Regions from separate parts of the Sus scrofa genome. Here region 2 is linked to region 1. Evidence: chromatin contacts called from public HiChIP or PLAC-seq data. All regions are on one chromosome and are shown on one strand. The core of a region is the stretch at or near the end of the contact, and the rest is flanking DNA. Distances in the headings are between cores, read along the strand shown.

What was found. HiChIP or PLAC-seq counts read pairs in DNA pulled down with a chosen protein or histone mark.
Region 2: a contact with region 1 is called in an H3K27ac HiChIP or PLAC-seq map of alveolar macrophages. The contact joins the promoter of NDUFV2 here to the promoter of ANKRD12 in region 1. A contact is called at or near these places in 2 of 5 promoter capture datasets (fetal liver and liver), 10 of 47 Hi-C or Micro-C datasets (adipocytes, embryonic fibroblasts, fetal liver and 5 more) and 2 of 2 datasets of contacts at active chromatin or transcription factors (alveolar macrophages and skeletal muscle).

Annotation. Positions count from the first base shown.
Region 1 is chr6:98,813,276-98,816,219 of Sscrofa11.1, forward strand. It overlaps ANKRD12 (ankyrin repeat domain-containing protein 12), which reads right to left and starts at 1,452. Exons shown (of 12, transcript XM_021096065.1): 1 at 1,120-1,452.
Region 2 is chr6:98,851,184-98,854,127 of Sscrofa11.1, forward strand. It overlaps NDUFV2 (NADH:ubiquinone oxidoreductase core subunit V2), which reads right to left and starts at 1,378. Exons shown (of 8, transcript NM_001097475.2): 1 at 1,275-1,378. The coding sequence starts at 1,328.

The DNA of each region.
Region 1 (2,944 bases), core at 202-2,701:
TTTTCCTTCCACGAATATTCCTTAACATTTTTTACTTCACTTTAACACTCTTCCTATCTCTAAAACAGAACACACACCCTGAATAGTTAAGCTTGACCTTACTTAGTCAACCGTCTGCGGACCTTTAGAAATTGAGTCAGTGCTTGTGTCAACTATAAATGATCTTTAAGTAGTAAAACCGTCCCCTCTTGCCTACGGAACATTTTTACATGTATTTGCGTTTAGCCCAAATTAAAGACTTTTCCCAACAAGACTAGTTAATACAACGACTTGATCTTACACAGTCGACACTATCTCATTTTGTTTTTTAAGCCACTTGGCATCAATGTAGCGTATGTTCTGCCAGTTCTGAGCTAATCTCCAGGAAACCCTTTGTATAACGACTGAAGAAACTGAAACAGATCAGAGCTCAAGATTTTTAAGGGCCTAAAGAAGCATATGTTTTTAATCAGCAGTCAATTTATGTTAAAGTAGTTATTTTACCAGTTCGCCTTCTTTTATAATTTACATAAACCGTCTTAAAATAACACTGGTCCACTTCTACTTGAAGATTAGAGGCGGTTCCAAGGCGTTCCAGATGCCTGGACCCCAACCCATTTCCCCGCGTTGGCAAGGTAGGCGCGGGAGTCTAGTGGAAACCGATCTTGATGGGTACGCTGCTAGAAAGGTTTCCTACGGTTTCGACCGGTGCGAGTGTCAACTTCCCGTGCTAAACTGTCCCTCCCTGTTATTATTAAAACAGCTGTCAGCCAGGCTTCGGCGGCCTCTTTGTACCAGCGTTTACTCAACGCTTGGGGATCCTGGAGCAGGCGTCGCACCGAGTTAGCCCAGCCGAGCTCCAGAAGCCCCGGCCCCGCGCGCCCGCCAAGCCGCGCCCGGACACGACCCCGCCGCGCACCCGGCGGCAGGGCCCCGGCCGGCGCGCCCCCCGCCCCGCCCAGCCCCGCCCCCTCCCGCCGCGCACCCTCGCACGCACACGCTCCGCGGCCCCGCCATGTTCCGGGAGCGGCGCGGCGTCCGTCCGCCCGGGCCCCCGCCCCCCCGCCCGAGCAGCTCCCGCCTGCAGCGACTACGGCCCCCGTCCCGCTAGCGTGGGCGGGGCGGCGGGCACGTACCTACCTCGCTCTGCCGAGGGGACGGGAGCGGGCGCGACTGGGGGGCTCCTCCCGGGCGCCGGGGCCGGGGCTCGAAACCGCGCCCCTCCTTCCTCCTCGCCTGTCGCCACGCCCCCCTCGCCCTCACGGACCCAAGGCACGGCCGGCGCAGGAGGGTTTACCCCCTGTACGAGGGCCTCGGCGCGGCCGTCTCTGTCGTGGTCTTCGCTGTCGCCGTAACCGCCACGAACGCCGCCGAGGCCGGGCTCGAAAACATCTCCGGTCTCCGCCGTCCCTCACCACAGCCTGCTCGCTCCCCGCACAGCGCCGCCCGGCGATTGGCCGCGGCACGGGCACGTGACACGGCGGGCACGGGATGGGCGGCGTGACCGCCCCGCCCCCGCCCACCGCCCCTTCCGCTCGCCACCCCCCTCCCCGGGCCCGCCGCTGTGGCGGCGCCGCGAGAAGCTTCCCGAGCCGGGGGCGGGGAGCGGGGCGTACCAAATGGACGCGGGGGTGCGGGCCGGAACCCCGCGCGCCGCTGTCTTCTGCCCCAGAAGGGAGGGACCCCTGCGGGGAGCGGCGCGGGCGGAGGTCGCGCCCAGCGGCGATCATGGCCGTGGCTGTGACTGGCCACTTCTGGAAATGGCGGCGGAGGCAGCGGCGAGGAAGAAGAGGCTCTGTCCACAGAGGGTATTCACACGTTATTTTTGCGGGGCGGGAAGCCGAGTTAGCGAGCAGCGGGCCGGCTGGAGGCGGAGGCGGGTGTCCGGCCAGGCGGGCGTAGTGCGCCTGCGCGCCAGCCGGCCGCACCTGTGGGAGCAGGGACCCCTCGGGCCCCAGCCGCACCCCTCACCTGCTCCAAGCGGGGCCCTGGGCGCGCGTCCTGCAAGCGCGGCAGCGTGCATCTCCTGTGGGGATGGCATAGGCTTTGCAGTACGCCCCTCCCCATCGACACTTTCGGATGACCTTATCAGACGAGTTTAAGTGCATTTATCCTTTCCGAGAGGCCACCCACGGGAACTGCCCGGCTGTAGAAGAGCGCGTGGGGAGAACTCGCCGCCTCGGCACCCTGACTTCCTCGGGAGGTCAACCCGCGACAATTTGTACATGCCCTTATTTAACCACCAAAGGGATTACATAATCGGAGGGAAACCATTTCAGTCTGAGTTTCTTCAGGACGTTTTTTATTTACATCGAGGTTAATCCGCGAGAATTTGCGCATGCCTTTAACGACCAAAAGGGTTGTGTAATTGGAGGGAAACCATCTTCTCCCTATGGTTGTGGCCTTTAAAACTACAGCTGCCTTTGTGACTTAATGAGTGCATTTACAAATTTATGTCATTAAGTCAGCATATGATGTATTTCATACTTGACAGGAGGAAGCTGAATCCAAACATATAACTATATAAAGCACAAACTTGCATTAAAGATCATTATTTTTTCCTTTCCTAGGTTCCTCATTTCTCCCACATTCAGGTTCAGTATGACTAGTAAGAGAGCACCTTGTGGCTAGAAGTGGAACACTGTTACATTTAATTTGGATATTTATGGCTTGAAATACAAAGGAAAGAAACATACAAGTAACCAACTCTTTTCTGACTTCTCTTCAAATCGTTGATTCCTTGTCATAGGAAGTAGGTGGCTGTAACATTCGCTATTTCTACAGAGGTAAACGAGTTTCAGTTCAAAACTGAAAGGTAGCTAATCTTGAATTTGCTGAAATTAACCATAATTTAAGGCAAGTATACACACAACCTTATTACATAAAAAATCACTGAACACATGAAAAACTCAAAAGACAATCGTAATCCAAGGCACTGTGTTGACTACTTGAAGAGAGCACTATC
Region 2 (2,944 bases), core at 128-2,627, 38 kb after region 1:
TGGCCCCATCCCCAATCTATTCCTATTACTTACAGGAAAAATCTTACACCACCTTCAAACTAAACTGGATGATCTTATTCATATCTCTAACACTGTACGGCTGACTCTTGAACAATACTAAGGGTTAGAAGTGTGGACCCTCGAAATAGCTGAAAATCCAAATATAATAACTTAAGAGTCAGACCTCCAAATATGAGGTTTCTCCATACCCAGGATCCTGCAGTACTGTACTTACTGCTACGGGGTGGGGGGACCTCGCTTATAAGTGGACCACTGAGTACAAATCTGTTCAAGGGTCACCTAACTATACTTTTACACTATTCAATACCTACTACCTTAAGTTCCTAGTCCATAAAACTATCAACTCTACAAGAACAGGGATTGTCTAAATCCATTTCACTGTAATATGGGGAAGTAACAGTACCAACCTCACGAATTAGGTTTTGAAGGTAAATAACACAGTGCTTGGTGCACAGAAAGCAGTCACACCTACCATTATTCTCCACCTTGACACCTGGAACCCAACAGGAACAGTAGAATCTCAAACTTTACTGAAAGACTAAACTCTACAAATTGAAATATTCCCATTTGACAACTGAGGAAACCAAGTGAGAACAGTCCAGTCACAAAACTAGAAAAGGCGGTGAAGCCTCCATCCAAACTCAGGTCTAACTGCAAGGCCCTGCGCTCATCCTATACTGCTGTGCACTAACCCCTCCGTTCGGCTGAAAACTGACTCAACCTTTCTATTTTACTGGTGCAGGTAAAGAAAGCTTTCTTTCCCGTAAGCGCCCCGTCATCATCATCGTCATTTCTGGAATGTTCATCTTTAAGTCAGAGCAAGCGAGTGTTTCAGCCTGAGCTCCAAGGTCGCTGTCTAAAGCGTGACGTTCTGAGACCTCAGGAGCCGGCAGAGGCTTCGCCGCCCGGGGTGCGAGGTGCAGGGAGCCCTGGGTTCCAACACGCAGCACAGTCGCAGTCAAGGGTACGCCGGTGCCGCCCTCCCGCGGCCCAAGGAGACACCCGCCGAGTTCCAGACGCCCCTGGGACGCCCCGCGCACTGACTCGGGCCTCCCGTCCTGAGGAGGCCTCCCCACCGCCCCTCCCTAGGTCCTCGGACGCGCGGCCTCCTCAAGAGCGGGCGAAGGCCGCGGCGTCCTTGCCGTCGCCCGCAGGCCGTCTCGTGCCCGGCGTGCCCTGTGCCGGCCGCTAGAGGAGGCCGGGAGAGAGGGAGAGGGCAGCGGCAGCGCCGGCGCACATTCGAGCCTCCTTACCCACTGGGCGGTGAAGCCCGTAGCCCGTGCCCGGAGCGCTGCGGTGAGAAACATGGCGGGCCAAACTGCGGGCCTTTCCGACCGCGCCAGGAGGAATCGCGAGCGCCGGGACGCACGGCGTGCGCGCCCCCGAGCCCAGCCTGCGCGCCCTGGGCGGCAGGGGCGCGCGGGTACGGCTGAGGCCAATGGCCGCTGCAAGAACCCGCCGGCGCCCTAGGAGGTCAGGTCCCGGGGGGTGTTGCCTTGTATCCCGCCCTGAAGGGCGTTGTCCCCTAGGGGCCCCGCGCACCGGAGTTTATGAGGTGGGCTACCCTACTGGAGCCCTGTCAGGATTTAACCTTTTTTTTTTTTTTTTTTGTCTTTTTGCCATTTCTTGGGCCGCTCTTGCGGCATATGGAGGTTCCCGGGCTAGGGGTCGAATCGGAGCTGTAGCTGCCAGCCTACGCCAGAGCCACAGCAACGCGGGATCCGAGCCGCGTCTGTGACCTACACCACAGCTCACGGCAACACCGGAACCTTGACCCACTGAGCAAGGGCAGGGATGGAACCCGCAACCTCATGGTTCCTAGTCGGATTCGTTAACCACTGCGCCACGACGGGAACTCCTAACCTTATTTTTGATTGCAGTTCCTTAAAAAACAAAAAAATTTCGTTGCAACCCCCTATAAATCGTATTTTACAAATTGAAGAATTTGCAGAATTGAAGATACAGAGGGCTGGCTGCCACGCAGAGGGCTAGGCATGGACACCAAATGCCCTGGTTCCCACTCTTTTGCTTTAGGGATGCATGCTTACATATTTAGGGGCAAAATAATAAGATATCTGGAATTTGCTTCGGAATAATGCAGAGTGGGAGGTAGAAAGGAAACAAGATTGGCCCTGAGTGATGACTTGAAGCCGCGTGGTAGTTCTCATTGCTATTCTCGGTACTTTGAACATGTTAGAAATTTTTCCATAATAAAACTTTCCAAAAAAAAAAAAAAAAAGCCACTTCCTTTTTGGTGTTTGTTTGGTCATCTTTGGAAATTCCAGCAAGTGCTTATTCACTAATAGCTATAATATGTAGAGTGCTGTTTCCTGCTGTGGAGGGTGTACCAGGCGCTTACTGCCTCTTGATTTCTCCCTTCAGGGCCTTTCCTTTTATGTCCTGTACCCACTCCCTTCTTTTTGCCTCTTTTCTTTGCCATAATATACTTCTGAATGATTTCTGGAACTTTCACATTAGTGCAGGTTTGTTTTTTGTTTTTTTTGTTTGTTTGTTTTTTAATCCCTCATTATTTAAAAAATTCTAAAATATCCCATAGCAAGTCCTATGAATCATATTTTACAAGTTAGGGAATTCGAGTCATGTAGGGCTACCAGCCAGCTAGAAATAGACACACCAAATGCCTTGGTTCCCATTCCTTTGCTTTGTCTTTTATACTAGTTAGCTTCTTCTAAACTGGCTTCAATAGGAGTTCCTGTCGTGGCTCAGTGGAAATAAATCTGATTAGCATCCATGAAGATGAAGGGTCAATCCCTGACTTTGCTCAGTGGATTAAGGATCTGGAATTGCAGTGAGCTGTGGTGTAGGTCACAGACCCAGCACAGATCTGGCATTGCTGTGGCTGTGCTCTAGGCAGCAGCTGTAGCTCTGATTTGATCTCTAGCCTGGGAAACTCCATATGTCG